Regions from separate parts of the Sus scrofa genome. Here all the other regions are linked to region 3. The links are chromatin contacts, called in public Hi-C and promoter capture Hi-C maps. All regions are on one chromosome and are shown on one strand. Each heading gives the region's core, a stretch centred on a gene start, on an enhancer-like site or on the middle of the called end of the contact. The rest is flanking DNA. Distances are from core to core; before and after follow the strand shown.

What was found. Promoter capture Hi-C pulls out the DNA fragments that hold promoters and counts their contacts. Hi-C and Micro-C count contacts between places; a contact is called where the count stands out from the background.
Region 1: a contact with region 3 is called in a promoter capture Hi-C map of liver, with 5 times the contacts expected there. The contact joins the promoter of TRIM38 here to the promoter of SLC17A1 in region 3. A contact is called at or near these places in 2 of 5 promoter capture datasets (fetal liver and liver) and 4 of 47 Hi-C or Micro-C datasets (embryonic fibroblasts, fetal liver, liver and 1 more).
Region 2: a contact with region 3 is called in a Hi-C map of liver, with 4 times the contacts expected there. The contact joins the promoter of SLC17A2 here to the promoter of SLC17A1 in region 3. A contact is called at or near these places in 1 of 5 promoter capture datasets (liver) and 9 of 47 Hi-C or Micro-C datasets (embryonic fibroblasts, fetal liver, liver and 2 more).

Annotation. Positions count from the first base shown.
Region 1 is chr7:20,681,260-20,683,959 of Sscrofa11.1, forward strand. TRIM38 (E3 ubiquitin-protein ligase TRIM38) reads left to right here and starts at 1,277. Exons shown (of 7, transcript XM_021098422.1): 1 at 1,277-1,496.
Region 2 is chr7:20,662,138-20,664,837 of Sscrofa11.1, forward strand. SLC17A2 (sodium-dependent phosphate transport protein 3) reads right to left here and starts at 1,361. Exons shown (of 21, transcript XR_002345599.1): 1 at 1,144-1,361. The region is part of intron 1 of LOC110261475 (a long non-coding RNA gene); the gene reads left to right.
Region 3 is chr7:20,573,204-20,575,903 of Sscrofa11.1, forward strand. It overlaps SLC17A1 (solute carrier family 17 member 1), which reads right to left and starts at 1,254. Exons shown (of 13, transcript NM_214344.1): 1 at 1,187-1,254; 2 at 26-110. The coding sequence starts at 59.

The sequences.
Region 1 (2,700 bases), core at 27-2,526, 110 kb after region 3:
ATCCTTTGACAGGACACATTTGGGATGAGCTGGGTCCAGAGTCGCATCCACAACAATGAAAGTCGTGCGAATCTGCACAGAGTCTGCATTGGGTCAGGATTCGGGGTCTCATTCTTTCTCTTCCGTCTGCATGCTGGCTGCCTTGGGAGTAGATGTGTCCTGTACCATGTGTGGGGCCAGCTACCACAGGACATGCCAGGGCACTGTGAGTCACCTGGTGGCAAAACGGCCAAAGGCTCTGTGAACAGCCAGGAGGATGCAGTGCTGAAGAGAGACTCCTGTTTGGGTGGGAAGAGAGGAAGCTGTTTCACAATTTTGCCTCCAGCCTGAGCTGCTGAACCAGCAGGACTGTGGCTGCATCAAGTTCCCCCCAGTCTCCAGCTGCAGGTCCAATGCCCTTAGCACAGACCATGAACTTCCAGGGTCAGCAACTGACCCACCCAGCCAGGGGCCCAGGACCCAGAGTTCATCCCAGGCAGCTCTCAGAATCCAAACTTAACTTCTCCTGCCTGTGTCCTTAGCCATCCTTACTGGCTCCCCTGGGCCACTGCATGTATTTATTTCCTAAGCAAACACTGTGCACTTATCACAAATACCTCTTACACCTAAGGTTATGCATGTGGCAAGGTCTTATTTTGAGTTAGTTTTTTCACATTAAATAATAACTCTAAATTGGGTGGGCCCAGTATTTTTGCTTCTATTTTGAACTGGAGAGGCTGGAGCTGAGGCACTAAGTACTCAACCCTAGACCCCCAGAGAGCACTGAGCAATGCTCCCAGCTCACATGGCTCTCAGCTGAGGCCACTAACTGCTGGGCCATTAGTGGTTCCGTTTGCTGTCCTTGGTGCCCAACTCTGACTGTTGATAAGGATGAGAATCTTTCACAGGGACACTGAGGAGGCAGATGAGACAGGGTATCAGGGCAAAGAATGGGAGACTGCCTGGAGAAATTTTCTGCCATCAATGAGCCCCATTATGGTACCACCCCTTTTTTTTCACCACATCCTTCAGAGCAGTTATAAAACAACAAGCAGCCTAAAAATAGCAAAACGTAACATCAGCCAGGGAGGTTATGAATCCCAAGGGGTTTGGTGGCAAAAGCAGAAAGATCTCAAGTCAGAGTCTGTGAACTCTGCAGACTTCCTGGGTTTAGATCCTCTGTGCTAGAGTCACAAAAGAACTTCCTGAATTACCAATCCATCCCTTTTACTGCTGTAAAAAAAAAAAAAAAAAAAAAAAAAATTTCTTTAGCATCTCCCCTCCCTTTCAGCATAAGCAGAGTGCAAAAGAGATGGGCACATTTTCACTGGTTTCCTCCTCAGCTGGGCAGAGCTCCGCCTCCCACAGTAGTTTCACTTCTGAGTTTCTGTAGCCTGCGTGAACTTCCTGGCTGCTACGGAGGGATCTAGCAGAGAGTGTGTGACTATCTGTGGTGACGGGAGTGGAAAAGGTCCAGGCCCAGGTTTTCTTGGCGGAGGGCTAGGAGACATGTGCATGTGAGTGTGTGGTGGTGGGCGGCCGCGGGGTGGGTAGGGGTTGTTTTCTGAGAACAGAGCCTGCTGGAACTCTGAAAATGGCCAGGCCTTGGCTTCAGAGCTCTCACACCCTGTCTGCTTTCTCCTTTCCCACCCTCCACATCCAGTCTCAGAAGATCCAGGGTGTGAGGTGAGTGAAGGCCCAAGACAGGCACCCTTGGGCCTCAGAGGAGGGGAGGTAGGTCCTTCTCCCCAGGAGCACAGTATCCCTGGCAGAGAGGAGCCTAGTGGACCTTCTGGGCGAGATAACCTGCCAAAGAACAGATGTCTCTGGAAGAAATTCTCTGTGGCTCCATGAGCCCGGTTCTACTTATTAGAGGGAAATGGCCTCTCCAGTAACTTTGGCTGAATCCCTGCTCTTAATTCTGGTACTGTCACTTCAAAAGAAAGGTCACTCTCTAAACTTCCTCCAGCCTCCACTGCCCTCCCTGACCAACTGCCAGGAGTAGGCAAGCAGGGAGCAGGGCTGGGGTCCCGAAGCAGCTGCAGCAGTGGGTAAAGGGCTGACTTCTTCACTCCTGTTCCCTCCTCCAAAGTCTCTGGGTTGTCGGGTCCTCATTGAAGGACACCAGGGGTCCAGCACCCAGGGTCCCACAGAGGCCCTACCTTCCCCATCTGCTTCCTATGTCCCCACATCCTGGCTTCTGCAAACTCCCGTGCTCCAGTCACCCTGCAGTTCTCCTGAGAGTCAGGTCCTGCTCTGGAGAAGCAACAGTTAACCTCCCTAGCTCTCCAGGAACTCTGCTACCCATAACCAACCCCTTCTCTTCCCCCTTTTTTTTCTTTTTAGGGACGCATCCCCGGCATATGGAAGCTCCCAGGCTAGGGATTGAATTGGAGCTGCAGCTGCCTGCCTAGGCCACAGCCACAGCAATGCAGAATCTGAGCTGCGTCTGCAAACTATACCACAGCTCATGGCAACGCCAAATCCTTAACCCACTGAGTGAGGCCAGGGATCGGACCCATACCCTCATGGATACTAGTTGTGTTCTTAACCTGCTGAGCCACAAACGGAACTCCCCCAGCTTTTTCTAATTCTCTTTCTGTCAGGTCAGGGAGGGCTAATAGAGTTCCCTGGTTCTTCTGGATGTCTTTTTTACTTTCACTATCATCCTGATTGTGTCTCCACTGGGGATTTTATTAAGCTGGTGTCTATGGTTCTTTG
Region 2 (2,700 bases), core at 111-2,610, 89 kb after region 3:
ATAAACACAGGATTACAGTAAATGACCTGTCTTTCCACAAAAATGCTTTTGCTTTACAAAGTTGTTTTTAAACATTTTCTTTTAAAAGTGGGTTCTTCTGGACTAGAATCCAGAAGATGGATAATGAAGGGATGCATCTCACTACAAACACCAGACAACATGGGAAGAAGTCATTTCTTCCAGGTTAGTAAAACCGAGGCCCATTTTATCATGTTTATCTGAGAGACTGGTAATTCTGGAATAAAACTAGTTGTTCCAGAGATCATTTACATCATGCTATCAATTCATATGAATTAATTAATCATGAAAAAAAGAAATGTACTAAGCACCAAGAGTGGGTGATCCTACAAGGCAGGATTATGTCAAAATTAAGGTGCACCTGGGGCCCTGCCCACAGGAGACTCACAGCTCCTCTCCCCAGGAGATAAGCAGGGGTGTCTGCTCTTCTTTCCTCCAAGCAACAAGCTCAGGCTGTGTCTTCCAGGCCTGTGTGAGTCTATCTATGCTATGGAATTGGGATTTTTCTCTGGGCAGGTTGAGAGAGGGCACCTTCCCTGGATCTTCCTCGCCTACCACAGGGCTTCCCACCATAGAACTAACAGGCACTAATCATAATCTGTTTGGGCACCTTTCCTCCGTTGTACAAGGAGGGCAACAGACCAGGTCATCCCTACAAGTACACAAGTTTTCTTGCCTTAAATATTATTCACAACTTTGCTCATATTTTCCTTTTTCTGAGAGACAATTTCAACTACACACAGAAATCTGAAAAGGCTCCTGAGTCACAATCTCCAATCCCAAACCTTGTTAGTTCTGATCCAGTATTTTGTTCCACAGCCAAAGCTTCTCCAATTCATGGAGGTGTCACAATTAATACTCACAGAATCCTTGGAGACGTGACCATTGTTCAGAGTTCACTGTCACCAGTAGCCTTTCAAGCCTTGCTCTAGGGTCCTGATTGAATTGATTACTTTTTTTTAGAAAGTCTCTTCACTTAGCAATGAAACGATTAGCAGATGGAGACCCTTAGGCTGCTGATAATGTTTTTTTCCTCTGACTTCCCCTCAAATTCTTCTCTCCCCTTAATGGAGCTCTGATTGATTAGTAATTATCCTCCAACCCAAAAAGAAGAAATGCACTTACCTTCACCATTAAACCAGTATTGTAAGACCTAGACTATAAGGCTACCTTGAAGAAAGAAAGAGTTTTCATCCCTTCTTCACTTTCAAATAATTCCACAATTTCACAAGGATAAATAATGCGTCACATGGCAGGCAGGTTTAGCCCTACATCCTCAGAGCAGAGAGTCTGGGTTTGGTTTTGCTGCTTAATTTTTAACTTCATTTTAAGTTCTCACTGATAGAATGAGTATCTCAAAAGATGACACTATGTTTTGCTGCTTTGAACTCTGCATACAGCTTAAAATGTCAACAAGCCTTTTTCCTGAAAGAGCGAGCAGGCATGGAAGAAAGAGCAGGGCTCCTGGAACTGGAGAGAAGTCAACCCCATCTTCACTTCCTAGTGTTTTCTGTCTCCTTGGACAAGTCATTTAAGCTCTTTTGAGTTGGTTTCTCCATAAGTAAAGCAAGGGTTATAATGCTCAACTCATGGGGATATTGGGCAAGTTAAATGAAATACATATGCTAACTGGTAGTAGGTCCTCAATAAATGAGATGTTCCCATTAAAGAATATTGTTAAATCAGCTAGGTTTTCTTTAAGCACTTGGGGCCCACAGCTTAATAAATGTGAACTTTGACCACTCTGATATCTTCCCATGAAGCTACCCTGCAGGCTTCCTTCCTGTTTCATATCTGTGCTCTTTCTAATCCAGTCTCGGCTCGAATCTTGATATTTGGACTTGTTCTTAATTTGTGATTCTTAAATTTTGGACTGTGGCTGCTACTGGGTCTTCCCAGCTTGATTCTCAACCCTTATAAAATGAAGTCTTGCTCTTTCTGCTTTTATTAGCTTCAAATTGCCTTAGTTGATTTTCCTTGCCTGAGTTAGTCTCGCCACACTCCCACAAGGAACCTACTGGAATTTTGCTACTTGGTTCCCCTGTATTAGGGCTCTGCTGCTGTAATCAATTACCACAAACTTAGTGACTTAAAACAACACGTATTTACAGTTCTGGAGGTCAGATGTCCAAAATGGATTTCACTGGGTCCAAAATCAAGATGTCGTAGGGCTACACTCTCTCTGGAGGCTTAGGAGAGAGTTTATTTCTCTACCTTTTCTAACTTCTTGAGGTCACCTGCCTTCCTTGGCTCATGGCTGCTTCCTCCATCTTTAGAGGCAGCAGTATAACATTTTCAAATCTTTCTAACTCTGGCACTCCTACCTCCCTAAGAACTTTCTATAATTATATTGGGATCATTTGGAAAATCTAGGATAGCTTTCTTGTCTCAAAATCCTGAAGTCAGGAGTTCCTGTCGTGGCTCAGTGGTTAACGAATCCGACTAGGAACCATGAGGTTGCGGGTTCGATCCCTGCCCTTGCTCAGTGGGTTAACGATCCGGCGTTGCCTTGAGCTGTGGTGTAGGTCGCAGATGCGGCTCAGATCCTGCGTTGCTGTGGCTCAGGCGTAGGCCGGCAGCTACAGCTCCAATTAGACCCCTAGCCTGGGAACCTCCATATGCCGTGGGAGCGGCCCAAGAAATAGCAAAAAGACAAAAAAAAAAAAAAAAAAAAAAAATCCT
Region 3 (2,700 bases), core at 4-2,503:
TGATGGAACAGAAAATAATTCCTACCTTTCTTGGGAGGGACCTGGTTATCCATTAGCATAAGGGTGCTCCAGTTGCTTCTCTTCCTGCTGAAAAGTTTGTTCTCTATCCACTGCAAGTGCAAAACACATTGACATCAGCATAATGAAGGGAGGAACTGATCAAAATCCACCTACCACTCCTCTCTGATTTAAAACATTAATCAAAAGGAAACCTGATTTGTCACACTAGCACACTTTCAATTCTATCAACCATTTGCTCTGTTTTTTCACTTTTATTATATTTTTGTTGATTCAAAATATACAGAAAACCTGAAAACTATAGAAAATAAAAAATTCTGTCAAACCGTAACTCTACATCCAGTGAAGAAATCCCTCAAAAGTGAAAGAGAAATAAAGATGATCAAACAAACAAACCTGAGGGAATTTATTGCCAGGGAACCTATCCTGCAGGAATGTAAAAAGATTTTTCAGACAAAAGGAGATTGCTAAGGGTCAGAAACTTTGATGTATAACAAGAAAGGAAGAATGTCAGGAAAGGAATTAAAGGTAAAGTAAATTCTTTTATTTTTCTTATATCTTCATAGAACTAAAAGATCTGTTTTTTTAACAGTGCCCTTGTAAGGAGAGGCAAATAATTTGCTATGCCCTCCCCATTACCCTGGACAAATCAACCCCAGGTCTGCATTTGCTTGGGGGAAGCTCAACAGAGTGGGTGAATCCAACAAAGTTTTGACCGCATCAGCTTATGTGACACCAAAAAACACTTAAAATTCCTAGGACTGCATTTGCAAAATATTTTTAAATGAGTAATTTGCCAATCACCGTTATTACACATTGGAACATCTTTTGGAACTGCTCTTTATTTCAGTACACAAACAGACACACCACCACCATATGCACCACAAATACATTTATACATTGTCCATCTCATACACCACAGACACCATACAATGCACACTTTTCTTTCCTTGTCTTTTCATGTAACTCTCTACCTCACACTCACCCCTAGAAATATGTTTAATTTCCCTTGTAAAAAACCTGTGAAAATAAATATCTTTCCCCAAAATTTCCCAAGATAGCAAAATACCTTTGACAAGATCTCTAACAGAGAAGCCCACCTTATCCATCCTTCTGGGGAATTATACATTTTATTTTATGAGTTACATATAAGCATCTAATCACTAACCTGATTCAGGACAGACAAGCAATTCTTTCCTTGTGAAGACTTTCCTCACAACTTTCAAAAATCCAGAATTTCCAAATTTGCTTATTTCAGTCACCTAAATCCTTCACTATATCCTTTGATCTCCCTGGGTCAGTTAAAAACTTAATTTTTAACTTCACTTATATTCTTGCCTTGAATCTTCAGGGGAGGAGTGCTAGTGTTAAAATCATCCAATGAACTGGAGAATTCGTAGAGATATGCTAGTAATTTCATAACCATAATAGATACCCCCCAGTCTCTTTCCTTACAAGGAGTTAGAACCTGCCTGGTCCTTAAGTGTTCCCAGGATTTTTCTATTGAGGGTGGCTCTGCATGTACACTACTATTTGGAGAGGCATATTATGGCTTTCCCAATGTCTTATAAATTCTCTATTGGTTTCCCACTCCCCTTCCTCCCTCCTTTCCCTTCTGCCTCTTTTCCTCTTCTCTTCCTCTTCTCCTGCCCCCTTTCACCTTCCCTCTCCTTCCCTCTTCTCTCCCCACTTCATTTTTAACAAAGGTCACATCTGTTTGATATTCAAGCTACTCAGAAAGAGTATGAATTCCCTCATCACTTCTGCAATGACTTAAGTTCTCCTGGTTCAGCCTCCTGTCTATAGCTGTGCTTGGGAGCATCTTACCTTGGAACTCTTTGAAGGCAACCTCCTATCAGATAGGAATATCTAAGCCCTTAATGCAAGAATTTTGCACTATAGCTTCCTACATACTTAAGCATTTTTTTTTTTCCTTTTGGAGTTGCACTCACAGCACACAGTGGTTCCCAGGCTAGGGGTCGAATCAGAGCTGTAGCTGCCTGCCTATGTGACAGCCACAGCCACACTGGATCCAAGCCATGTCTGCAACCTATACCACATCTCATGGCAAAGCCAGATCCTTAACCTGCTGAGCTGAGGCCAGGGATTGAACCTGCATCCTCATGGATAATAGTCGGGTTTGGTAATCGCAGAGCCATAATGGGAACACTGCATTTTTGTTATCTTTTCAAGTGCATGTTACATGTTTGGCACACAAAAGATGCTTATAAATTAGTCATTTTCCTCTTAAAGCAGTACTGAAAACCTTCAACCCATTTGCTCAAGAGATTTTGATATCTTGCCATATTCAGCTGGAATTTTTTTCTTCTTCTGAAATCCATGAAAGTCTTATTTCCATTTGGCTATTCCAGGGTGTTTGCATTACTTGTCCTGTTTGTCATGAAGGCTGGCAATTTCTGTTATTTTCTGGGACAGGAGGCCTTTTATTGATTGGATGTCCCAGGTCAGCCATTGTTTAAGGTCCATGTTTCAAGTAAATAATGTTCCTATCAAGTATCAATATCCCCAGTTCTAGGTACTGATTACCTAGGAAGGAACCATTATCCTGATTGCTGGTCCCAAAGCTTTACACTGCTCTCTGATACGATTTGAAATTATTTCTGTATTCTACATCTAGATTCTGTGTTTTCCTTATCAAAATTTTTTTTCTTTTTAGGGCCA